Regions from separate parts of the Hordeum vulgare genome. Here region 2 is linked to region 1. The links are chromatin contacts, called in public Hi-C maps. All regions are on one chromosome and are shown on one strand. The core of a region is the stretch at or near the end of the contact, and the rest is flanking DNA. Distances in the headings are between cores, read along the strand shown.

Region 1 (5,344 bases), core at 844-3,343:
GCCACGGCGGCATCCCCGCCCCGCAAGCCACGCCCTCCTCCCCCCGTCGCGGTCCCGTCCCCTTCCCCGCGTCGGTTCTCGCACGCGGTAGATTCGCTTCTGCCGCCGAGCGATCCCGAAGCGCTCGGAGGAATATCCGCCCGCGGATGCCGCGATCCCGCTCCACATGGACCGGCGACGGCGTCCGGTCCGGTCCGGTCTGATCCCTGCGCCCTCGCTCGAGCCTCGTTTCTATCGCCGGACGTGCACCAGCGATCTCGCGGCCGATGCAGCAGTAGTGTGCGTGCGCCTTGGCGTGTGATCCGTGTTCACGTCCGTTCCTCGACTCGAATTTCACGAGGGGAAATAGTCCACGGTCGTGTCCGACTTCTCATTGGTTGCTTCCACATACGCACTGCCCATGTTTTTTGGGCACATGGAAAATATGGAGCTAACTAAACGTTGGTAATGTAGCTGTTTCGTGGTTCCATGATTATAAATTTATAACCCTAGTGCACATTTCCAATTTAGTCGTGACCGTCACCGCTACCGTTCGACTTGGCTATGTGTCATGGTAGATGGTTGCGACGGTACGGTGAGCATGCGTTAGACTTCGCGTGGAAGTATACTGCACGACGACAATCGCATGGTAGCACGAGTGTCGTGTGATAGTGACATCTTTTTCAGACCCATGCATAGGAACACAAAAAGTGACACGCAAAAGCTACATTTTTCTGTCGGGAAGGCATAAATGAAGGTTGCTTTTTTTTAATCGAGACATGCAATCCCTTAACGGATCTAACATACTATAAGATAGTGTAAAAGCAAAGCGACGCACTACATCGCCTGGAAAAGCAAACACTTAGCATGCAAGATATGTATCCATTTTCCTTGCAAAGTGGTTGCCGGCTAGTCGACACGACATCTAAACCGTGTCGAGTGCCATTATCGCCAAGCAATGTTCTTCCTCCTACGCCATCTAAACCGTGTGGAGTCCGATCATCGCCGAACAATGCTCTTCCTCCTACGTCTTCTAAACCGTGTCGAGTGCCATTACCGTCGAGCAATGCTCTTCCTCCTACGCCGTCTAAACCATGTCGAGTGCATCAGAGATCTCACGGCCGATGCGGCAGTACGCCCTAGCGTGTGATCCGTGATCACTTTCGTTTCGTAGCTCGGATTTCACAAGGAAAAGTAGTCCATGATCGTGTCCAACTTCTAAGTTTCATTGTGAAAAAAAGGGTAGCCGTGCCTAATATTCTCATTGGTTGCTTCCACATACACACTGTCCATTTTTTGGGCACATGAAAAATATGGAGCTAACTAAACGTTGGTAATGTAGCTGTTCCGCGGTTCCATGATTATAAGTTCATAATCCTAGTGCTTATTCCCATTTTAGTCATGACCTCCTCCGCTACCGTTCGACTTTGTCTATGTGTCACAGTGGATGGCTACGTCGTTTGGGTGAGCACGCGTCAGACGTCGCGTGGAAGTATACTACACCACGACATTCACACGGTAGCACGAGTGTCGTGCGGTAGTGACATCTTTTTCAGTACCAGGCATAGCAACACCAAAAGTGACACGCAAAAGCTACATTTTTTTTTGTCGAGAAGGCATTAATGAAGATTGTTTTTTTTTTGTTGATACATAAAATACCTCGAGCGCATCTAACATATTATAAAAAAGTGTAAAAGCAAAACGACACACTACATCATGTGGAAACGCAAACGTTTAACGTGCAAGATATGTATCCGTTTTCCTTGCAAGGAGGTGGCCGGCTAGTCGACACGACATCTAAACCGTGTCGAGTGCCATTACCGTCGAGCAATGCTCTTCCACCTCCACCGTGAGTGTCATTACCGCCGAGCAATGCTCTTCCTCCTCCGCTGTTCCCGCCCCGGTCACCTCGGCCCTCGACAAACAATATTCCTTTTCGATAAAATTACCGAGATTCCAGATAATGTACATAGCAAAATCGGTACGAAAGGCTTTTGCCAAAAAAAAAAACTGGTAAGGAAGACAGCAGACGAGGCCGACGGGTGGGTCCGGCTCTAGAAAGCGCTACTACTCGCTGCGGCCGCGGCGCGGTCCGATTCGATCTCTGGCCAAGTGACTCATCGTCGTCCGCGTAAAGAGCAGCCTTCTCCTTCGGGGCATCGTCTTCTCCACCCCCCCCTCCCTCCTCGCCCCTCCGCTTCGATTCAATCCAAATCCAAATCCAAATCGACCTCCTCCCCGCCGCCCGCGTCGCCGCCGAACTCCCTCGGATCCCGCCCCAATGCCCTCCTCCCCGCTCGCCGCCGGCGACGCCCCGTCCACCTCCGGCCCCGCCTCCGCCTCCGCCTCCGCCGCGCCCGCCGATGACGACGACCGCGTCTTCCTCGTCCAGCACCGGTAAGCGCCCGCCCCGACGAACCCTAACCCTAGCCCCCCCGATCCGGGGCCTCCTGCGCGGGCGGCGTCTCTGACGGCATCGCCGCACGAGCAATGCAGGTGGTGGAGGGAGGCGCAGGAGGGCGCCGAGATCGACGCGAAAGGGGTGCCCTACGCGGCGGCGCCGTCGGGGCCTCCGTCCTACGGGATCCGCGGGGTGATCAGCATGCTCATGAGCGACAACGCCGCCTTCACCCTCCGCCGCGCCGACGACCTCCTCCAGCCCGACGCCTCCGCCAAGGCCGGGGCCAGGAGCTACGCGCTCGTCGCGGCCGACCTCTTCGGGAAGGCACGCACCTGGTGAGCACAAACGGCTCTGCCTCCTCTACTTGCTCGTTGGGACGGGACCGGATCATGGATTGGATGGATATATAGATGCATTTGTAATGCCTAGATTCTGATCATGCCATGCGCGGGTAATCACGAAAGGCGATGATGCATGGTATTAGTATTGGATGATTGAATCAAATCTGATGGTTGGTGCCCAGTGAAGCTCTAGGTATCATACGCATTGTGCCGTCGATTAATGCATATGTGGTTCGGTCAATAGTCATGTTTTAGAATCTGGATTGGAATCACCCTTGCCGTTGGGGCTGAAGGGAGTTAGAGAACCAAGCTTGTGCCCATTGTTTCTAAAATGGCACCGGTATTCTCAGGTGGGCTATATAGGGTAACTGTCCGTTACTCACTTGCATGCACGCCACTGAGCTGCCTGCTGGTAGAATGAATGCGCCTAGACGGATGGATTAATTCGTCGATATTGTTGTGTCCTCTTGTGCACCCTGTAGTTTGTTCTCCTCCTTATATCTATAAGGAATATTAGCTTTGTATAAGCATGCCTATAAAGTGTGCAATCGGACGTATTTGCGTTACATGAAAGGTTTATTAGTGACACGCTTACTAACGGTCAGTGATGGATTATTAATTACAATCATTTCAATTGTACATAGTATTCCTTTTTTATTAAATCAATGTGCAATCAAGCCGGAGAGTTCTTTGGCGTCAATTTTCCATGAAGGTTGTAATTGAAATTTGTCATACTGGCTCTGCTGAGGCTGCTACTGTTGATGCTCTGTCTCCAGCATGTCTAGAATAGTTTTGTAGGAGAAAGAAAAACATGATGCTCTACCGGAGAGTCTACTATAGGGCTTGTCGTTTCATCTCTAGTTTGTCTACCATAGCTGATAGCAACAAGAGGACATTTATTAGTTCATGCGAAGTTACAAACCCAAATTTGTTCGAGTCTTTAGTCTTTAGATGAAGCTTGGATGTAACCCACTTTAAACTATTCTGAGGGAAATGCGTTATGCCATGCAGCAAGTTCAGACCAAGAGATCTGGTATTGCATTTAGCCTGTTGCATTTATTCCTTGAGCTGGTGGATGTATGGGAATGAGATTACATAGAAGTAATATTTGAATGCGATGATGCACCTAAAAATTAGGCCTACCAAACGTTTAATGTAGGCACAGGTGGCTGGTTTAGCTATGCTCCAATTTTTGGCTTACCCTGATTGTTTAAATTATCTGCCTCATAACTTAATTGTTTTCTTGATTTTCTCACCTAGGCATTCTGATCCTCTCAAGTCTAATGGCAAAAGTTCATTGCTTACTGAAGAGGCATCCGTAAACATTTATCCTATAATGCTTAGAGTTTCCGTCACTCGAGGTACAAATGCACTAACGGTGAAGATCAGTAGAAAGGTATGTGTTATTTTCCACACTATCTGCTTCCCCTCCTTGTTTTGAAGAAAGGTTTCTCAGCAGTGTTGGTTTTGTAAAGGATCTATATGTTTTCATGCATGAATTTCACTTCGGATATTGAGAAAACGGTGATGTTCTAACTTTTACTTTTAACATATCAGGACAACTCAGCCGAGAACTTTAAAAAAGCAAACAAGATTCTGGCTTCGGAGTCTGAGCCGGTAATTTCTGTTTATTTTCACTTGAATGTGTAAAGTTTTGTGTTTCTTTTCTTTGATCACATGTCTATTATATTTAGGTTCACATATGGGATTTCTCTGGGCGAACAACCTTCATATTGATGAATGAATGGAACCGTATGCCCCAAGATCCTCGGTCTTCTGACCAGGAGGTCATTATCTTCTCGATCAATTTTGCCATTCTATTGCCTATGCTTAAGTCCTTGCATAAGATTGTTATAAATATAAATTAATTCTACACTTGTGTTGCTCAAAAATCTTCATCTCCTAGCTACATCTTAAGCCTTTTCTACCACATTACTATTATTTAGCCAAATTAATCCCAATTACTGTTATTTCCTCCTGCAACATTGTAATTTTATTTGAATGCGGAGCACTGGAACGTTATATTGCTTGTTTCTTGACTAAATATTCACTTTAGTGACTTGAATTTTCATGTGCACATGGGTAGTAAGTAACTAATAGTTGCGTTTAAGCGGGTTGGAATTGAAAGTATGCTTATAGCCCCCATCTTCTCCAAGCTTTTGAAATCTAACCCATCTCCTCAATGCTAGAGTGCTAACCTGTTTATTTGCAACTAAATTCGGCTGATGCCTGAAGTTCTAGTTATATCTGGCAAGTTATAAGCATGTTTAGCCATTGTATATTGGTTTTAGCAAGTTATAAGCATGTTAGCCATTGCATTACCGATCTGGATTGAGACGGTTTCCTCAAAATAGATGAGTTGGCTTCTGCTAGGTTAATCCAGACTCACCTGGCCTGACTAAACGAAGTATACACCAGGTTGTCCTTCCTAGTTACCTCCTCTGTCCCAAAATGTAAGATGTTTTTGACACTGTGAAAATACGTCTTCATCTTGAGACAGAGGGAGTATTTGATACTAAATCTAACAGCAGTCAAGTTCTGAAATAAGATCTTCAACGGCCTTTTATTCATATTTTTAGATGAGTAATGGAATGTAGTATATTGTGCTTATATGATTTTGTTC
Region 2 (5,344 bases), core at 1,004-3,503, 190 kb before region 1:
CCTCAAATGGATGGGCAAACAGAGCGGGTCAACCAATGCCTCGAGACATTTCTTCGATGTTTTGTCCATGCCTACCCCACCAAATGGTATGCTTGGTTACCCGTGGCTGAGTTTTGGTACAATACCTCCCCCACTTTGTATTGGGCTCTACTCCCTTTGAAGTTCTCTATGGGCATGTGCCGCGTCACTTTAGCATCATCGATCCTGTCGCCTGCGCATCCCCGGATTTAGCAGACTGGCTACGGGACCGCGAGCAGATGACAACCCTGATTCACGAGCATCTTCTTCGAGCTCGTCAAACCATGAAGGATTCAGCAGACAAGCGCTGATCGGATCAGGTTTTCGCTGTCAATGACTGGGTTTTCATTAAGCTTCAACCGTATGTGCAATGCTCCGTTGCCACAAGGCTCAACCAGAAGTTGGCTTTCCGTTACTTCGGACCCTACAAGATTATTCAACGCATTGGGCCGTGGCTTACAAACTCCAGCTCCCTGCTTCGAGCACTATTCACCCTGTCTTCCATGTGTCCAAGTTGCGCCAGACTCTTCCCCCAACAGAACAAGCCTAGAAGCAGCTTCCGACGGCAACATCAGCGAGCGCGCAACCGGTGGAGATCCCGGAGCATCGCGTGACACGACGAGGCAACCGAGATGTTCCGCATATCCTGGTGCGTTGGGCCGAGCAGCCACCAGACTTCGCCACCTTGGAGGACACCAAGGAACTTCACCGTCACTTTCCTCGGGCGCCATTTTGGAGTCAAGCTGTGTCTCAAGGGGGAGGGAGTGTTACGACTCCTGCCTCTCTGGGCCCGCCTACTGCTGGTGGCTCCGCTCCAACGGCCGTCGCCACCTTTGGGCCAGAACGGCCTCGTCGAAAGGTGAAGCCGAATAGCCACTTCGCGGGCCAAGTCTGGGACACCGCCCATTAGGTTAAGTAGGTGTCGATCCCTCCTACGTGGGGGTGTAGAGGAATTGAACTGTAGCGGCGGCGACTCTATCTCTCTTGAATCCCCTTCTTCTCTCTCGCGCTGAACCGTATCTCCGGCTGAACCTGTATGAATGTGTGATTGAGAGTGATTATCTACTCGGATCATAACATGGAGGTACAGGAAAAAATAACTTTTCCTGAACACCACCAAATAAGCACCTCTTGAATGGGTTAGTTCTTTTGAATTGGTTAGATGCATCTAACCAACTCTAACCCTCATGTTTAGATGTTTCAGGGTTGGTTTGGTCCAATATTAACCAACTCTAACTCTAACACATGGATCTAAATATGGATCCAATGTCCTGTTGTTGGTGACGTAGGAGCAACAAAAGCTTCACAGGTCATCTAAGAGCAAGTACAATAAGGTACAGTCAGCAGACTCTAAGGATTAAAATACTATATTTTTGCTGAGTTGGATGAGAGAGAAGAGGAGAGAGAAGGGAAGCGGACTCTTCGTGAAGAGCCAGCTCTAGCACATGCTCTTAGAGCAAGTACAATAAGGTACATTCAGGAGGCTGTAAGAATTAAAATACTATATTTTTGCTGAGTTGGATGAGAGAGAAGAGGAGAGAGAAGGGAAGCGGGCTCTTCGTGAAGAGCCAGCTCTAGCACGTGCTCCTAGGTGCTTTGTGAGAATGAAAGGTGGGCCATATATGATAAAAGTAGTACTCTTTTATAGCTCACTATTGTACAAGCTAGTTATAAAATGTGCTATAAGATGGCTTATAGCCAGCAGTTGGCTATACTATTAACCATGCTCTTAGGTGCTTTGTGAGAATGAAAGGTGGGTCATATATGATAAAAGTAGTACTCTCTCCGTCTCGGTGCATTAGGCATTTTAGGAGGTGCACTGCAACCTAGGCACGCATAGATTGGGTAGGAGAAGAAAATTAAATTGTAGAGGAAGCCAATCACATCGTTCCTTTCTCAACTGAAAATGTGCTATTAATTAGAATACCTCTTGAAATCCAAAAAGTGTACCGCATAAATTACATGCATTGGTCCTTCAATTAATAGATGTGGTCTAATTAATATGCATGCAACTAGTACTACTCTAATGTGCCTTAGTGTTTTGGGATTATTTGATTTTCGTAAGATGCCTAATGCACCGAGACGAAGAAAGTATTATTTTATAGCTAACTATTGTACAAGCTAGTTATAAGATGGGCTATAAGACTGTTTATAGCCAGCAGGGCTATACTATTAACCATGCTCTAACGTATTGAAACCATGACAGTCTGTGGCACAGAACTCCAAGTGACAGCCGGAAGCAAGTTCTTTTCCGCTGGTCTGGTCGAACTAGTCGTGATGCCATATGGAAGGACGCCAACACCTTTCAAAGCTACTGGCTGGCTTGGATGCAAGCCGTCTCCCAAGCCCGCCGCGATGATAGTGAATAAAAGGGGCTGCTATGGCAGTGTGGTCGTGCCATGGCAGCCGACCCAGACAAATCATGGGAAGATCGGGTCATCGGGCGGCCACACATCAGATCGCACAGCCTAACCGCAGTACGGTAGGAGGTGATCGGTCGGTACTTTCATCGGTTAGCCGACGGCTATCACCGGCCTTGCAGTAGGAGTATAACTTTTGGGAAGCACCCACGACTTTTCCTTGCCTGTTGAGGTCAACAACCACCTCGCCCCATTGATTTCTCGGCCGGGTCCGTCCACAGCCAGCTAGAAACCAAAGCACGCTCGTCTTCTTCCTTCCATCCCCATTCTGTCGGCTACTCTCCTCCTCCCTCCACCTCCTCCTACTACCGCGAGCGATCCATGGACGCGCCGCCGTCGTCGGAGGAGGAGCGGCAGTCGCCGCGCAGCAGGCAGCTGCAGCTGCAGGGCCCGCGGCCCCCGCGGCTGTCCGTCAGCAAGGACTCCCACAAGATCAGGAAGCCGCCGGTCGTGCCGCTGCCTCACGGTCACGGGGCCCGGCAACTGCAAGCCGCCCCCGCCAACCGCCACCAGCAGGCCCAGCCGCGGGCGCCGGTCATCATCTACGACGCCTCGCCCAAGGTCATCCACACCCAGCCCGGTGAGTTCCTGGCGCTCGTCCAGCGCCTCACCGGCCCGGGCGCGCCGGCCCATCAGTGCTCCGCCGAGGACCATCCCTCTGCCGTGCCGGTGCCGCCGCAGTTCCAGCCGCCTTTCTCGCCGGCAGCGAGGTACGCCGCCATCGAGAGGTCCGTCCGGCCGCTGCCGCCGGGCCCCGCGCCGTACTCCGGGTCCTGGCTGGACATAGACGGCTTCGCGGAGGTCCTCGGCCCCGGACGGCCAGGCATCCTCTCGCCCGTCCCGTCGGCGCTGCCGCTGGCGGCCTCGCCCGGGCTCTTCTCGCCGCTGCCCTTCGACACCGGCTCCCTGTCCTGGCTCAACGACCTGAGCCCGTTCCTCGCCTCCGCCTCCGCGTCGAGCCCCGGCGGCGTGCTGCTTGCCACGCCCACCATGCCCTCGCCGGGGATGATGATGAGGTTCTTCAGCGACTTCCCGGACCTGTAAATTAACCTGATTTAATTTGATTTGAATTTTTTTTTGCCTGCGTCCGGGTTTAGATGGCCGCCGGAGAACCAGGGAGTAGGTGCACTCCATTAAGTTGAGTAGATAGACGTTGCTCCTGTTAATTGATTGATTGATTGACATTGTCAACTGATTGCCGCTGCTAACTGATTGAGTAGGTAGAATGGTGGTGCAAAACTTGTTTCAAGATCATTGACTATGGGGAGCCAACCATGCTTGGTGGGTGCTTCTTTCAATTAATTCTGATTGTGTTACTTACTTGTAAACGAAGGAGGTGGTATGTTGTTTTTTTATTCCTTATTTATTTTAAGTTCGGTGGTTATGCTTTGAAAGCCCTGTATTATTTCATTTAGACTTGCACATATGCATTGCAACGGAAGATATATACGGAGTATAATTTTTTTTGACAAGAAGCAACGAAGAGAGATGATTGTTGTGTCCATAAAAAAAGGGTCTCCGCAGCGGTGGACGATGAAGCGAGGAGCTGCGGTCTTCTCCCTGTCTGGCCCGTAAGATTTTGATAGTACTACCTCATTTCCAGTTTATAAGGCTTGTGCGTATTTCTAGATCTATAATTTAACCAACAAAAGTTGAGTTTTATAGTCTAAAAATTATACCATTAGAAGTAGATGATTTGGAGTTTTCAATGATATATTTTTTGTGGTATATAAGTTGTATTACGTTGGTCTATTTCTTAATCTAAAGATACGTGCAAGCCTTATAAATTAAAAAGGAGGGAGTAGTAGGGTTGGTCGGCGTGGCGGCGACCATCGAACTTGTGACTTCTTTTTTCCTTTATGTCTGCCTCCGTCTTAAGGTTGGGGTTGCCTCCTCGTTTGATGCTTGTGCGGCGGACATCGGGGCATGGTTGCTACGATCGCTCTCTCTCTCTCTCTCACGATTGTGTAACCGGATGGATTACTAATTGCAGTGCATAAATTCCATTCTATTAGCATATTCAACATATACTGAGGCATGAATATCCCTTTCTATTTGGGTTTATGCTCTTTGATTATGCTAACGTGTCCACGGTTTCTTTCAATTCTAGCCAATCAGCATATTCTCTTTTAGTGGCACATGCAAATTACCACCAACAACAATTTATGGAGTCCTTCGTTCTGCTCATAATTCTTGAGAAACTTTGCTTATAGGGAGGTCCATAGTTCAACCTAGGGAAATATAAAAACAACAATTTATGTTGTTTTCTATCCCTTAATTTAAGTTTGGTGGTTATGCTTTGAAAGCCCTGTATTATGGAAAGTGCTCTTCTACACCCGAGCTCAAATGAGCTCGGGTGAACAGTAAATTCAAAAATATTTTTAAAATGTTTTGTGGAAGTGCTCTCAAAATTTCAGTACGAAATTACATTTGTGGAAGTCGTGATAAAAAAACACCAAATTGCTTTCGAAAGTACCACTTTGAGAGTTTCGATTTTGTTTTTTTACCACGACTTCCATAAATGTGATTTCATGATGAAATCTTGCGAGCAGTTAGAATATTTGTCAAACTTTATCGAGAAAAAAATTCAGAAATTTTTGAACATTTTTATATTTTGTTTTGAATTTACTGTTCACCCGAGCTCATTTGAGCTCAGGTGTAAAAACATAATCTCCATTATGGAAAGTTCAAGGAAAGAGATGTTTTTTTTTGGCAAGAAACAACGAAGAGAGATGATTGGTGTGTCAATAAAAAAAGGGTCTCCGCAGTGGCGGACGATGAAGCGAGGAGCTGTGGTCTTCTCTCGGGGTATGTCTGGCCCGTGAGATTTTGATAGTGGTGGGGTTGGTCGGCGTGGCGACGACCATCCAACTTGTGTCTTCTTTTTTCCTTTAGGTCTGCCTTCG

Evidence for each region. Hi-C and Micro-C count contacts between places; a contact is called where the count stands out from the background.
Region 2: a contact with region 1 is called in a Hi-C map of leaf, with 5 times the contacts expected there. The contact joins the promoter of LOC123397067 here to the promoter of LOC123452298 in region 1. A contact is called at or near these places in 4 of 6 Hi-C or Micro-C datasets (leaf and seedling) and 1 of 1 datasets of contacts at active chromatin or transcription factors (embryo).

What each region holds. Positions count from the first base shown.
Region 1 is chr5H:13,337,526-13,342,869 of MorexV3_pseudomolecules_assembly, reverse strand. It overlaps LOC123452298 (ubiquitin carboxyl-terminal hydrolase 8-like), which reads left to right and starts at 2,093. Exons shown (of 13, transcript XM_045128941.1): 1 at 2,093-2,376; 2 at 2,476-2,715; 3 at 3,982-4,117; 4 at 4,279-4,338; 5 at 4,416-4,508. The coding sequence starts at 2,261.
Region 2 is chr5H:13,530,058-13,535,401 of MorexV3_pseudomolecules_assembly, reverse strand. LOC123397067 (protein MKS1-like) reads left to right here and starts at 2,253. Exons shown (of 1, transcript XM_045091759.1): 1 at 2,253-3,913. The coding sequence starts at 2,760. The coding sequence ends at 3,482.